Linked DNA regions of Mus musculus: region 1 is linked to region 2. Evidence: chromatin contacts called from public promoter capture Hi-C data. All regions are on one chromosome and are shown on one strand. The core of a region is the stretch at or near the end of the contact, and the rest is flanking DNA. Distances in the headings are between cores, read along the strand shown. Region 1 holds the start of Trmt11 (tRNA methyltransferase 11). Region 2 has its middle 120 kb from the start of Gm46219.

Region 1 (7,163 bases), core at 2,746-5,245, 780 kb before region 2:
GTTTATTTCTGGCATTTTCATTTACTATTTGGTATTAACCATAGGTAACCGAAACTATAAAAGTTAGGTCACAAACGCTGAAGGTCTAGGTAAGAGGCAACTACGTAAATGTACTTCTAAATGAGTGTTTATAATAACCAGCAACAGTTTTTGTTATTTTAACAAGAAGAAATGTGCAGTTTTCCATGTCAGGAGACAAGGAAGAAGCACAAATTAGTAATATATGAAAAGTGACAGAAATTGTTGTCATATGGTATGTTTTTTATCAAAAGAAAATGAAAGTAAATAGTGGTTTGATCAACACTTACAAAAAATACTCGATTTGAAATAGAGACACAGATAAAGAAGTTTACCTTGATAGCATACTGCTAATACTATTGGCATATCATTCAGTGATAGAGTTTTTTGGGAGTTGTTCTGGAGGTCTCATCAGACACAGTAGTGAGTGAAGAGAGGTTGAGGTGGTGAAAGCCAATTCTACAATGTGCCAATGTCTAGTAGTGTTGTGCCTGCATGCACCAAGAAAGAAGCATAAAGATCATAGAGATCCACTAAGATTTCTGGGGTTTTTTGATTGTTTGTTTTGGCATACTATTTTGCAATTTTAAGTAACACACCATTTATTGCAGTGCTGGATTATAATATCTATAGTTAAGTGTTGTGTAGTATGATTAAAATTCATTAATTTAGCAAATAATTTTTAATATTTAATGAGCAACAAACACACTGGGATCCAGGACTAAAGAAATAATACCATTCATCCTATGTTTGGTTACCGATGCTATGGGACTAAGACAAAAATAATTTATTAAATCTTAGTGTGTTATGAAGTGTGGTAATGTCCAGACGAGTGGCCAGGAGACCTCTGATAAGAATATGTAGTAGGTAGCAGATATTGAAATTCAAGGCTCAGTGTTAGGCAGACTGATGATGGGAAAGCCGAAAACCTTGAGTTCTGTTTCCACTGTTAATTCATACAAACTTCTAAATGTCAGTTTACTCACTAGAAATAGAGTAAGGGTCTGTGAGTTCTCAAAATTAGATTTATAGGTTTTACAACACTGCCTTGTGTAATAGCTTTCTGATTATTTATATAGCTGACAATTTTTTCTATAGTAGTAAAAATATGACAAACTTTGGGAAAAGTGCAATCTTTGAATGTTTTTCCGCTGTGAATTTGCAGTGATGCAATTGGTCCCATGAATGATAGTACAGGGAAGGTGGTTAAGGGGTAATTAGCCGGTTGATTCTGTTTGTATAGGTCTATACTGTCTCACAGGGGCGCAGGGATGTGTTGCTTACTGCTAGGTGAGGAAACCCTGACGGACCACCTGTGTGGGATCTCTGGACCTCTGGACAGGTGCAACAAGAAAATGAAGGAGTCTACAAAGTTGTCCTTTGACCTGCACAAATGACCTTTATGTATTGCTCTCCCCATGCCTTGTAAATGGACACATACACTGGTGATAACAAAAATAAAATATAAAATCCTTAAAAGAACATTTTTAGTGTACACTTTCTTCACTCATAAAGATAAATAATCAAATTACAATTAAAATCTATTTAGCCTTTTTGGTAGTGTCCGGTTAAGTGTTATCTATCCATGAAGGCACTTCAAAGCAAAGCTGATTAGTAATGTGACTTAGTCACTGTTGTATTGCTATGAAGAATACAATGACCAAGGCAACTTTTATTTGTGGGCTTGTGAACAGTTGTAGAGGTTTAGTTATCAGCATGATGGCATGCAGGCAGCTCTGGAGCTGTAGATGAGACATGTATCCTGATCCAAAGGCAGAAAGAGACACTGTCTGTTCTGGGCTTTTGAAAGCTCAAAGCCCACTCTTAGTGACACACTTCCTCCACTCTTCTTCATTAAGGCCACCCCTAGTTTTCCTAATCGTTTTCACACAGTTCCACTCCCTGGTGACTAAGTACTCGGACATATGAGTCTGTGGGTGTCATTCTTGTTCATGATGATACTGTTAAGATATGGTCAGGGGCTGGTGAGATGGCTCAGTGGGTAAGAGCACCCGACTGCTCTTCCGAAGGTCCAGAGTTCAAATCCCAGCAACCACATGGTGGCTCACAACCATCCGTAACGAGATCTGACTCCCTCTTCTGGAGTGTCTGAAGACAGCTACAGTGTACTTACATATAATAAATAAATCTTTAAAAAAAAAAAAAAAAGATATGGTCAGTTATAAAGTCCAGCAATAACTGCATATCTGTGTTAGTTTTCTAGTCAAGTTTCATAAATGCAAATGAAGAGAAATCCTAAACTAGGTGTTGTGCATAGGCCTATAATTTCAACTCTCAGGAGGGGGAGGGGTGAAGAGCTTGACAGTTTTAGGTCAGTCTGGAATATATGAAAACTAGTTTAAACAAAAATTAACTTAATATTTTACTGAATTTTCATTTATGTAGTCGTTTGTAAAAGTGTTCTTACATTTTTGAGTATTATTCTAACAACTAAAATAACTTACCTTTTAATTATCAGAATGATTTTTATTTTGACGGGGGGGGGGGGGGGGGAGGAGGGCGGGGTTCAAGGAGAGGGGCTCGATAGTGTTAAGGATTTGGCTCTTGTGATTATAGTAGTACTTCCTTCAGAGTCAGAACCCAGAAAGGCAGATAGATCCAACAGAAAGTCCTTGTAGCTGGTTTGTAGGTACTACACTAGAGAGTGGGAATGCTGGGAAGTCAACGTCTATCCATCTCCTTGGCCCATCTCACTGCTGGGTAAAGCTTTTCAGGTGTATCCTGTTAGGGTAGGAGTGCCCATAGCCAGGTGAGTGAGTCCTCATCGATTCTCTAGAAGGAAACCCAATAAACTCATTGCTCATTGGAGTGAACTTTGGTGATAATGTGCCTTGTTTTGTTCTTGGGATTTTGGTAGACATGGTTGCTGTTGCTTACATTGTCCTCAGTGAAAGGATTTTTAACAACACTAACAAAGGCAAATCTCTCTTTAAAAAAAAAAAGCAGAAATTCTCATTTAAAACAACAAAAAACATTTCCCAATGCTATTTATTGGTCCCATGCAATAGAGTATACGTTGAAGTTTGAATATTGTAACACCTAGTACTTATAGCTATTATCTGTAGGATGCAATACTCCAGTTCTTAAAAGAATATTGAAGCTCACAGATGTTACAAAATTCGCTGAGAGCATAGGGATAATAAATGGAACTGAGGTTTGGGTAACAAGGGTCACCACTGTCTGTGTGCTGGCTGTCTTGATCACTACCAATAAGCATCAACTATATTTCTGGCACAGGATACTTGTATATGCTGTGCATTACCAAGGTGGAACACAAAACCCAAAAATACAGGCCTCAGCAGTACAAAGGGTTCAGTACTTTGAGCAGAAATGATACTTGTCGAGCTTATGTATAGGTAGCCATGTCTCTTGCAAACTGTTATGGTATTAGGCCCATCTGAGTAATTAGGGTAACTTTCACCAATGTTTTTAATCTACCACTGGCTGTGGATTTACTGTGTGCCTGGAACAACATAGCATAATTACGGAGTGCAAGTCTGAGGAAGGCTTTTGTTTGTTTGTTTGTTTCCATACAGAGCAACCCGAGATGGGTCCTTGACAGCTCTTGAAAAATTTTTGCAAAATCACTAAAAGTACACTCAGTGTTCAAGCAGGTGAGGCTGAATCTCGAACGATTAAGAGTCTACACTTAACAGTGAAGTTTTGGTCCAGTTTTGAGCTGAAGAACAGAGGGAGGAGTCAGAAGAACACTCCAAGTGGAGTATCCCTGGGGAACTGCGCGGGATCACTGCAGCCTGCCTCTTAAAACAATGCATCTCACAAGGGGAGCGTGCTAGGGTAGCCACAGACGGTGGGAACACCAGGATCTCACTCTTGCCCTTAGCGCCCCTTCCTAGAAAGTGCCACCCGCCAGTGTTCCTTGTCGTGCTTCCGTTTCCGGCTCCGGGATGAGGCTCGGCGGAAACTTGGCTCTAGGGAGGAGGAGGAGGGGGCGGGCCCGTGGAGGCCGCGCAGGCGCACGGTAGTAGCTGCAATGGCGCTGCCGGGCTCCTTGAATCGCTATCTCTTGCTCATGGCACAGGAGCATCTGGAGTTCCGCTTACCGGTGAGCCGTCCTGGGTGCTGGGCGCAGAGGCTCGCACTCCTCACGCGCCGGCTGGGGGGGGGGGGGGTCTCTGCGGGCAGCGGCGCGCGCCTGGATTGGGGCGGGGATGAGGCCGCTGGGCGGACCATGTCCCCGGCAGCCTTTCTCCAGGACGGAGCCTTGCCATTCACCCCTCTGCACGTGCTCCTGGCGCCGCAGTTAAGCAGGTGAACCTGACCCGACGCAGAATGGAGACATCCATGGGGGCTCTCGGTGGAGTGTGAGGAGTGTCGATATAGGTTCAGGCATGATGGAAGGCTTGGGGTGGAACTTAATAAAGTTGGGGAGGGGGAAGCTTTTTTATTTACTCAAGTGACATTTTCTACAGCGCCTGAAGTCGCGTGCACCGAACGGCAAGGATGCGCTGACTGACAGCTCTGCCCTTAAAGAGCGTAATGTTTACTTAGGCTCAGGACTAGCGGACGCGAGAGCATAGCCATAACTTTGTGAAGTGCAATGATGGAGGGTTCTTAGTGGGAACCTTTAAAGTATGGGGGCCTTTTAAAAAGGGAATCTTTGTCCATTGATGAATGAAGGATGTTGCCTTTCAAGGTGGGGGTGACATATGAGCTACAGTATTAGTTACCGGGGCCAAGGAAATAAGTCCATTAGAAGTATAAACTGTTGTTCGTTGCTCGTCACCAGCTACGTAGCAGAGTGGTAAAGAGAGAGAAGTAGGCTGATGGACCAGAGAAAACAGACTTGAGGACACTATAGCTTGGAAGAGGAATTAAACAGTTTAAAAGTAAAGAGGCAGAATTAGATTGTTTTTTAATAGAAAGTAAAATGAAGGAAGGACTCGAGAGCAATAAGACTGGAGTTAATAAGAATCTGTTGGAATATTAAATGATTAAGAAACTAATCTAGTGTCAGCAGTAAGAGAACAGGATAGAGTGGCAATGTAGGAGGTGAGAACAAATCTAGATTGTGATAAGCATTTCATTTTTCTGCGTAAGAAAACCTGGAAAGGATGAGATTTCTTCAACTTCATGTTTAAAGAGTGGTGAGACACTGGAACTGGAGAGTTGGCTCACTGGTTACGAACACTGCTCTTCCAGAGGACCTGAATTTGGCGCCCAGCAGCTGTGTCAGGATACTGCCTACAGCCATTGGTAACCCCAGCTCCAGGGGTGCCTACACTTCTGGCCTCCGTTGGCACAAGGCCTCCCTTACTTTTGTGAGTGTACCCACAGGTTTTAAAAAAAAAGTGCTAGGCCAAGTACAGATGCTTGGAAGCTTGGACATTAAAGGAAAACTGGCAGGAGACATGCAACATGTCAGACATAAGGACAGAGGTTTCCTCCTCCTTACGGGGATGAGTAGGAGTGAGTGTATGTGTTTTGTGGCTAAGATGGAGGTTCTGTCCCCACCTCTTACACATCTTTTCATTCTGGGATATCCATGCAATTTATTTTCACCATTCACCCCCAATTCTTGCTAAAACCAAACACCTTCTAGTACAAGAAACAACTTGATGCATACATACCCAAAGAGAACTAGAGGTGGCATTTGTTGCTCACATCTCCCATTGTTTGTGATTTGGAGTAGGAAGTGATGGTATCACTCCCTCCTGATGGCCATGGTCATGGTGTAAAGACCTTCTGGAAGGGAGGGAAGGAGAGTGTTGGCAACCAGCATCGGGGACACTTATCTTCTTAGTTACTTCCTCATAGGGCCAATGTGGAGGGATAGAGTTCACTTGCTATATCTTATTTAAGCAATTGGTCAGTGTGACAAAGCAAGGTATTTTTACAGTCAATCTGTGTTTATCAGAACAAAGAGGTTGCCTGAAGGATGTATGCATTTGATCAAATTTCCTCATGACATGCATGTTACATTTAAAATGTTCACTCTGGGCAGGTATAGTGGTACACTCCGGTAATCCCAGCGTTTGTGAAGTGGAGGCAGGTGAATCGAGAAGTCAAGGCAGCCTTGGTTATATGACAATCTTAAAAACAAACAAAACTGGTGTTAACTCTTTCTAGTTTTATTACTACACTGAAAGGTTAGCCATGTCCTTACACGTTTCAAACTCACAATTATGCTCCCTAGCTAATTATTTCTTTTTCAAACATCTTCAAATCATGTTTAATAATTCATTCTATTTTTTTATTGTTGACTATTTTATTTACTAATCTGTAGCATCTGTAAAAAAAAATTCTTTACTTCCCTAAATCAGGACAGAACAGTTTCTGATGAAATCCTTTTGTAGCTCATGTATAAAATCTCTCAGGTCTATGACCTAATAACCATGGTTAGGACTATAAAAATCTCAGAAGTCTATGTTACAATTGCCTGATGCTGACAATTGCAATATGCCTCAAGTAGATATCCCCTTCCCCTTTCTTTCTATCATTAGACCTGCTTTTCTCTGCAGACTCAGTTTAAAGGATTGAAAATGCACATTAGTCACTTGTCAGAAGTAACCTGACAGAGCAGAGCTTTGTTTTGCCTCATGACTTTGGAGAGTGCAGTTGGAGGTGTAGCAGAGTGGCATGGTCTGAGGCTGGGTTGTGAGGAAGCGGCGTGTCCACACACTAAGAAACATGGAGTGGGTCGGAATCGTGGGAATAATTCTCAAAGCCTGCCTCTTAGTGGTGGACTTAGCCACGGCCTCCTAAATACTCTCCAGTGTTCAAAGTAATACTTCAAGCTAAGCACTGACCTGAAAAACATGAGCCCTTGGGGGACATTTCTGCCTCAGACCGTAACAAACATATATTTTCTCTATGTTTTTCAATACAGGAAATAAAGTCTTTACTATCGGTGTTTGGAGGGCAGTTCACTAACAGTCAGGAAACTTATGGAAAGGTAAGGTGATTTTATTTATTTATTTATTTATTTTTAAAGGGAATAGGAGGTGGTTTATTTTGGAGCCATTTTGAATGGTTATGGCCTGGGAACACATATTTAGGTTACCCCAAATTCCGTGTTGCAATGAAGCAGTTCTCCTGGTTTTACAGAACAAAGGAAGTCATAAATTAAGGTAAGCTGAAATATGTCCTACTATACGTCAGAG
Region 2 (7,377 bases), core at 338-2,837:
TGGATCTGTCTGCCATGTGCCTGCCTGTCATGGCCTCTCAAGAGGTGTCACTTAATAGCATTCCTAAAATCACCTTGAACCACTAATAAGAAGAGAAAATGAAAAAGGGGGTAAAACCAGTTCCCCACTTAACAAATCAATGGGCATTTTTGTCTAGAGCCAAGTCAGAATTGAGAAATGCAATAACATAATATATTTTGGTCTTCTTCCAGAATCAGTGAGAGTCCTGCCAAAAAGCGAGAAACAGTATATCTGAAATGTTTGAAAGGCAGGAGACGTGCCAATCCTCATCCGAAAGGTTACTTGAGACAGGAATAGGGAGTTCCTGAATGATTGGCAGGACTTGCTGCCGTTATCAATTAACAGTTAGAAAGCTCACTTGATATGCCTGGTTATTTTACCCAGTACCAGAAAGGCAGCATTTCTCCATGGCAGAAGATAGTTACAGTTTATATAATATAAGCAACCAAAGAGTAGGCCTAAATGCAGTAAGAAGGGAGGAATTTGCTTGACAACAGTCATTGGCAACAAGACTAGGCCACGAGTGATGTGCCAATCATCCCATAATTTGATCATTTATCAATATCTTTCCTGCTAGTCAAAGAACACCTACAAGGAGTACTGGCTAGTGCTTATCAACCACTGTATAGCTCACAGAAACATAACATTTGGATAGTAATAGTTCTGCTCAATAGGCATGCAATGATTTGTGTAATGCCTCAACAAGCTAGTCTGGTTTGTTTTCCTTTAAACATAAATTCTTTGAGGCTCTACATGACTACAGAAGGAGAACAACTAGGGACAGTTCCAAAAAAAGATTGTACAATGTGTTCCTTTGCCCACTTCTGCTGCCTTTTATGTGACTATGGGGCCTGGTAGGACTGAAGACAGGAAAGTAATTATAAAGCTGCATCAAACCAAATATGTTTTACCTTTTTTTCCTCTCCTACATTATTGCTGAGACAAAAATCTGATAGCACAATGTTTTAATTTGAGAAAGAACTTTCTATTCTTCCTAATAGATAGATGTTTGCTTTGAGGGTACACTAATTCCTTCAAGTAACTGGAATATTCATTTTTGGATCATGGTGAAACATATGGCCCATAATAATGGACATACCCCTTACATTAGAACATATTGCACTTGACATGTATTCAAGGATTATAGACTGTTATGTTTCAGGGCTACAGTTTAGCATTATTTTAGAAACTGGTCTTTCTCTTTCTCCTGTTCTTCCTTTTCTTTTTTTAAAATGTGTGTTAATGTCTCCTTGTTGTTCATAAACCACGAGTGATCCATGACATAGATTTTCAGTGGTAAACCAAACTCTCCCTTTCATAGATAACTTGATATAAAACCGATTGAATGAAATGTTAATTTGAGGTAAATTGAATTGAAGATTTTATTAATGCCTTAGAAGATCTGGAAGTACTTTTAGAAAAATCTAGTTAACGTTCTTTAATTGAAGAGAGAAATTTTCAGATCCAGAGAGATTAAATCAAACTCTAGGGCTGTAGAGATAGCCTAGCACTTAAGAGCACTTATGGTTCCTGCTGAGGATTGGTGTATAATTCCCCACACCCATGTCAGGCAGCTCCCAACTTCTTGGAGCTCCAGCTGCAGGGGATTCAATGTCTTCTTCTGGATTTGGAGCGTGTGTGTGTGTGCGCGCACTCTCTCTCTCTCTCTCTCTCTCTCTCTCTCACACACACACACACACAAATAAAAATAAATAAAAAATCTTTAAAAGTAAAATTTTCAACTAAAATTGTAAATAAGGTGCACATATTTAGCTATGCTAACAGGAGATCCATTAAAAAGAACATTGAAGAATACACAAGGAATAAACTAAACAAGCAAAATGTTTAAGAAAGTAGAAGGCAGAGTGATAACAAGGTTAATAGATTTAGAAAAAGAAAACAGCAGCAGCACTGTTAGTGGTGGAAATGCAGATAAGCTGGATTTATACATGCAATGTCCTCAAAGCTGAAGTCTCAGAGGCGTCAGGGACTCCTGGTATAGAGGCACAGAAATGGAGATACAAAAAGAAGTACAGCTCCAATTCCAAAATGATTCATATGCTGAAAAAAATGAAATTAATGAGCATTTAAAATAGAAAACTGGGATACGAGCCTAGAAATCTGGCTTACCATTCTGTGTTTTATTTATTATGTGAACATTAACATGCTCTCTCTCTCTCTCTCTCTCTCTCTCTCTCTCTCTCTCTCTCTCTCTATGTGTGTGTGTGTGTGTGTGTGTGTGTGTGTGTGTGTGTGTGTGTGTGTGTGTAAGATAGTCAGAGACAGAGAGACAGAGAGAGAAAGACAGAGAGACAGAGAGACAGAGACAAAGATGGACAGAGGCATACACAAAGATATTCTTTTTTTTTTTTCCATTTTTTATTAGGTATTTCGCTCATTTACATTTGCAATGCTATACCAAAAGTCCCCCATAGCCACCCACCCCCTCTCCCCTACCCACCCACTCCCCTTTTATGGCCCTGGCGTTCCCCTGTACTGGGGCATATAAAGTTTGCGTGTCCAATGGGCCTCTCTTTCCAGTGATGGCCGGCTAGGCCATCTTTTGATGCATATGCAGCTAGAGTCAAGAGCTCCGGGGTACTGGTTAGTTCATAATGTTGTTCCACCTATAGGGTTGCAGATCCCTTTAGCTCCTTGGCTACTTTCTCTAGCTCCTCCATTGGGGGCCCTGTGATCCATCCAATAGCTGACTGTGAGCATCCACTTCTGTGTTTGCTAGGCCCCGGCATAGTCTAAAAAAAACTAAACTAAAGATTGTCAGTAAACATCTAGTTGCTAATTCTTAGAGCTCTTCTTTACTCCTTTTCATTTTAACTAGGAGACTATCTTAAAATATTTGATTGAACATATATTTAAACATATTTTACCTTTGTATTTTTAAAAGATGAATTTTTAATTATGGTTATGACATTGGGTAAAAGTAAAAAAAGTATTGTTTACATTTTATTTTCAAACATCATTACTTATTTTGTGTAAAATTATGCTCACCTTTGACCTTAAGTCAAACGTAGTTATATCTTATGCCACCGGATCAGTAGGTAACTAACTAATTGTTATCTTTTATGTCTTTGATGATAATCAAAGATCAACTTATATAAAAATGAACATAAATCTGCCTACTAACTTAAAGAAATAGTATTACATCCCAGTGGACATGTGCCCAGGACTGGCTTTTCTATTAAAGTGTCATATGAAGTGACCAACCTGTCCTTGTGTACTTGGGGCATTACCCACTTAGGATCAGAAAGCTCTACATCAAAAGAAATCCCTCAGCTCTTAACAAGCAAGTGTTTCTCTGACCCCGAGAACAAGCTGTCACATGAGGACCTGTAAACCAATTCTGTGGGGAAAAGCAACACAGTTTCACAAAACCCCAAATATTGATATTCCACAATATTAAAAAAACAGTTTATTCTTTAATTTTATATTTGCAGTTTGTAAGCAGCCATCAGAAACAGAGGTGCCAAAAATCCTTATAAAAGACCATCCTTCTGTGGTTCTAAGCCAGGGCCAGTAAAAAGCCAAAAATTTCCAGGCCAATTCTGAGGACTTAAAAGGTTCCGATAGTTCGGATAAGCTTTGGACAAGCGGCCAAATTCTGGAAGCATATCTGAACTTGCTCCAAATCCCAAACCTTTTGAGGTTTACTTCTTCTTAGTCCAAAGTCATTGCAAGAGCTGACAGCCCCTTCACAACTTTACATGAACAATAATGAGTCTGAGATTATTGGAGGCGCCAAGTCACGCCATCCCTTCATTGTTTGGATAATAAAGTTCAGAAGTACTGAGGGTAATCTTGGAGAGAGACAGAGACCAACTTTTACTTATCTTTTTTGGTGTTCACTTCCTTTTTAGCTAATTAAACCTTCGTTCTTCACAGGAAATAAAATTTTGCAACCTCCATAATAGTTTGGCTTCATAATACTGTATATATCTTTTCCCAGTTTGTCTGGAAAAACAGGAAGAGAGAGGTGCCAGCGTGAGGACCCAGAACAGCAAGTTATCTTTTTAAATTAGCAGATTTTTCTTTGCATATGGCCAAAGATAGCTGTGCCACTGGGTCAACAAGAGTGCTTACCCTGGATCGCTGTCTGGAGCATTAGGGAGATGGCAGGGGAAGAGGCCTAGAGATAAATGGGGCTAATTTTTAAGCACTGCGGGTCAGTGGTTCTGATAGTTTCTTAGAAGCTACTTTATATGGTCATGTATAACCCTCCCAACAGGCTGAGTCAAGTCTGATGCAGAAGGAGGCAAACAAGAAAAGAAATCCATTTACAAGCTTGAAGCACGTTCAAGACAGTGACGGTTGTTCATATCCTACCATCTTTGTGGGGACTCTGGACCATACTCTATGTAACTCCCAACTTTCTCTTGCCTATTCATTGAAGACCAGTAAGCAAAGAACACTAAGGACCATCCATCCATATAGTCACACAGCTATTATGAATTCTACTTTAAAACCATCTGAGGAAATCTTTTCCCTAATGAATTTCTAAAGGAAGATAAAAGAGTGGAAAGGAAAGAAAGCTACATAGGAGATACACACAATTAACACATTTTGATTTACCACTTGGAATTTTACATATGGAATCTAATAACAATGAATATTCATACAGAATAACCAACTGTCAAGCAATGTGCTAATTAAGCAGATTTAGTGGGAGAAAGGGGTGGAAATAAATATGCTAAAATGAAAAGGGAACTCAGCTAAGATAAATGTGTGTCTTTATTTCCATGTTTTCTGTTTTGAAAAACACTGTAATTCCCAAGTTCCCCAGGGGTTACAATATATAATAATGTAGATTTTGCTGTATGTTGTATCTATGCTTACAAACAATGACAACTCACAACACTTAGAAATCTTGTGTGATAAGCAAATTTGAGAAAAGTTTTAAGTCAGATCACTGTCAATTAAAAAACAGAATGTTATTCAAAGAAACTTAGGAAAATTAAATACCCTTTAGATGACGTGTCTAAATCCTTTCTGCTTTTTCAATGATGACAATGATACAAAAATAGGTTTTTGCATTTTTGATGTTAAATGTGAAAATCTAGTGTTTGGAGTATTGAGGTTCTTTTCTCTCTAATTACAAGCATTTGTAGCATGAATAAATTAGATAATATAGTTTTGATTCTAGAAGCAATTCTAGCCGCCCTACCTTACTTCACAGACGTGATGCAGCTTCTGTGAATGGCAGTGAGGGCATAAAGGGAAGGTAGGTAACTCAAGCAAAGGATTTTCCATTTCTGCAATGAACAATGGTCAAAGGATAAAAGGGGAGAGTGGTAAATGGTATCTTATATTGGTGGGGTTTGCCCCAAACAATGTGATGGAGAACCACCCACTGGGGGTTCTCAGCTGTCTGTTGCTTGGGTATGCCTCCACGTTTTACACCGCTATAAGCACTTCATAAAGTAGAGTATGTCAGAGGTGCGCACTTTTCAGAAATCTGATTTTTTATGCAACTGGTAATTGAAAAGCCATTGAGAAAGTATTAAAAGCCAGAAATAGATCCACTTTCCAACATAGTTTCTTGAGACAATAATGGCTGTGTGGGAGCCATTTTAGGATAGAAGAGGACCAAGAATTGAGTAATAGAGAAGAGCACACATTTGACTGTTCCTCTTCAGCGTTAGCATGCAGCCTGAATAAACCTGACCATCTCATTTAGGATAATTAAGTATTTGAGATAAAGGAAATGGCATCACTTGGTGAGACATCATGTGGTTCAACTTATTTGTTTTACACGTGATTGAACCAATTTTCTAGGATCTCAAAACAAGCTGATGAAGCAGGGTGACAGCCAAACTTTCTGAAACCAATGCCAGTTGGTACAAGAGACACTGGGGGTGTGATTTCCAGGAAGCTCTCCTGCATACAATGTCTGCAGAATTCTTAACCAAGTCAAACTACTGGTAGCAGTGAATGAGTATATATTTATTATTAAATAATCTTTAATACAGAAATACCCATGCCCAGATATTGCACTGTCCTATAATAAAGCTATGTGTTTAGTGTGCAAAACAATCAGTTATATAATACTATCTGAACAATAAAATATATAAACATGACTATTCATATATGACTTTATTTTATCACCCTGGATTGTCTTTTACACAAAAATTAGTTTGTGCAGGCTGCAGTACTTCCAATATATGTACACAAGTATATATAAGTGGTAGTGTATTAAATATAACTCACACACACACTCTCTCTCCCTGGACTATTGAAAGTTTATTCAGCTGTTTTTGATGCCTTGTTCCTAGCCATCTTTTAAATTATTTTTTTTCTTTTATGAAAATAGACCAAATCTGTCCATATGGCATTTGGATATAATACTAATTTTGATTTCTTGTTGATTGCATGAGGAAAGAACTTGAACATTAGCTTTAACAGGCTTATCACAAATTCTCCTCACCATCTTCCAGCCCACAAAGTGAATTTTGTATGACTGTTTTCTTTACCCTTTCCGTGTAGACAGCATTATTCACTATAAGCACCGTTATGGAACTAATTGTCATTGAACCACACAGCAAGCTGACAGCTACTTAAACAGCTCATGATCCAGAGCGGGTTGAGGGAGGCCAAATGCTTCTTTTTTTCAACAAGTTCATTTCATCTAAGGGGTGGAAAATAATTTCATTTAAAGATTTATATTTATGAACATGTTATGAATGTTCTGGATGTTCCCTGTAAGATTTTTATGAAAGATACAGATGCAATTCCGAAAATCATGAAGCAAGCCGGCTGGCCAAGGAGACAGTTTGGCCCTTAGTAGGCAGAGCCAAGGGATGCAAGGAGTCAGCTGATCCCTAGAGAGGGATTTGCTGGCTTGGCAGTGGGATCGGCTGAGTCTCCCTCCACCTGACAGTATTCTCTGGTACTCTGCTTTGTTCAGACTTCCTCTCAACTCTCCCCAGATGTGTAGTGAGAAGAGAGCAGCTGCTTGGGAAACAGTCACTCCTAGGAGCCCTTCCCAATAGTTCAGGTTGGAGGCTAACCACCTGAAAAGACTTTTAGCCAGCAAGTACTTGTCCAGTTCTCTGGTGAGCTGCTCTCTGGAGCTGACTGAGAGGAGAAGGCCAAGAAGAACAGAAGGCTGTCCCAGGGAGAAGAAGAGAGGGGCTCCTGGGAGGGAGACTGAAAGCAAATTCAGGCATCTACAGCAATCTCTTTCATACAGTTAATACAATTATCTATCATATTAGTAAAAATGGAAACACTATCATTTGTACTGTTCTAGTTTTAAATTTTAGATGTGGACTTTTATTTCCTGGTTAGACTGGTTGAAGCATGGGGCTCATTAAAAAAAAAAGTGTAAATAAATGTTCTCTA

What was found. Promoter capture Hi-C pulls out the DNA fragments that hold promoters and counts their contacts.
Region 1: a promoter capture Hi-C map of hippocampal neurons shows a contact between it and region 2, with 2.8 times the contacts expected there. The contact joins the promoter of Trmt11 here to the enhancer-like site in region 2. A contact is called at or near these places in 3 of 39 promoter capture datasets (the 3T3-L1 cell line, hippocampal neurons and stem cell-derived epiblast-like cells) and 2 of 115 datasets of contacts at active chromatin or transcription factors (embryonic stem cells and stem cell-derived neural progenitor cells).

The regions. Positions count from the first base shown.
Region 1 is chr10:30,597,532-30,604,694 of GRCm38.p6, reverse strand. Trmt11 (tRNA methyltransferase 11) reads left to right here and starts at 3,995. Exons shown (of 13, transcript NM_028604.3): 1 at 3,995-4,105; 2 at 6,890-6,955. The coding sequence starts at 4,034. Gm20300 (predicted gene, 20300) reads left to right here. Exons shown (of 1, transcript NR_045008.1): 1 at 1-1,500. It also overlaps a transcript of Hint3 not described here.
Region 2 is chr10:29,818,056-29,825,432 of GRCm38.p6, reverse strand. No RefSeq gene overlaps it. Among named protein-coding and RNA genes, the nearest start is that of Gm46219, 120 kb to the right of the region's middle. Within about 2 kb of position 1,587, at least 10 of the 459 cell types and tissues checked have an H3K27ac peak or open chromatin away from gene starts, as enhancers often do. A contact at or near this core is called in hippocampal neurons, where this site is marked.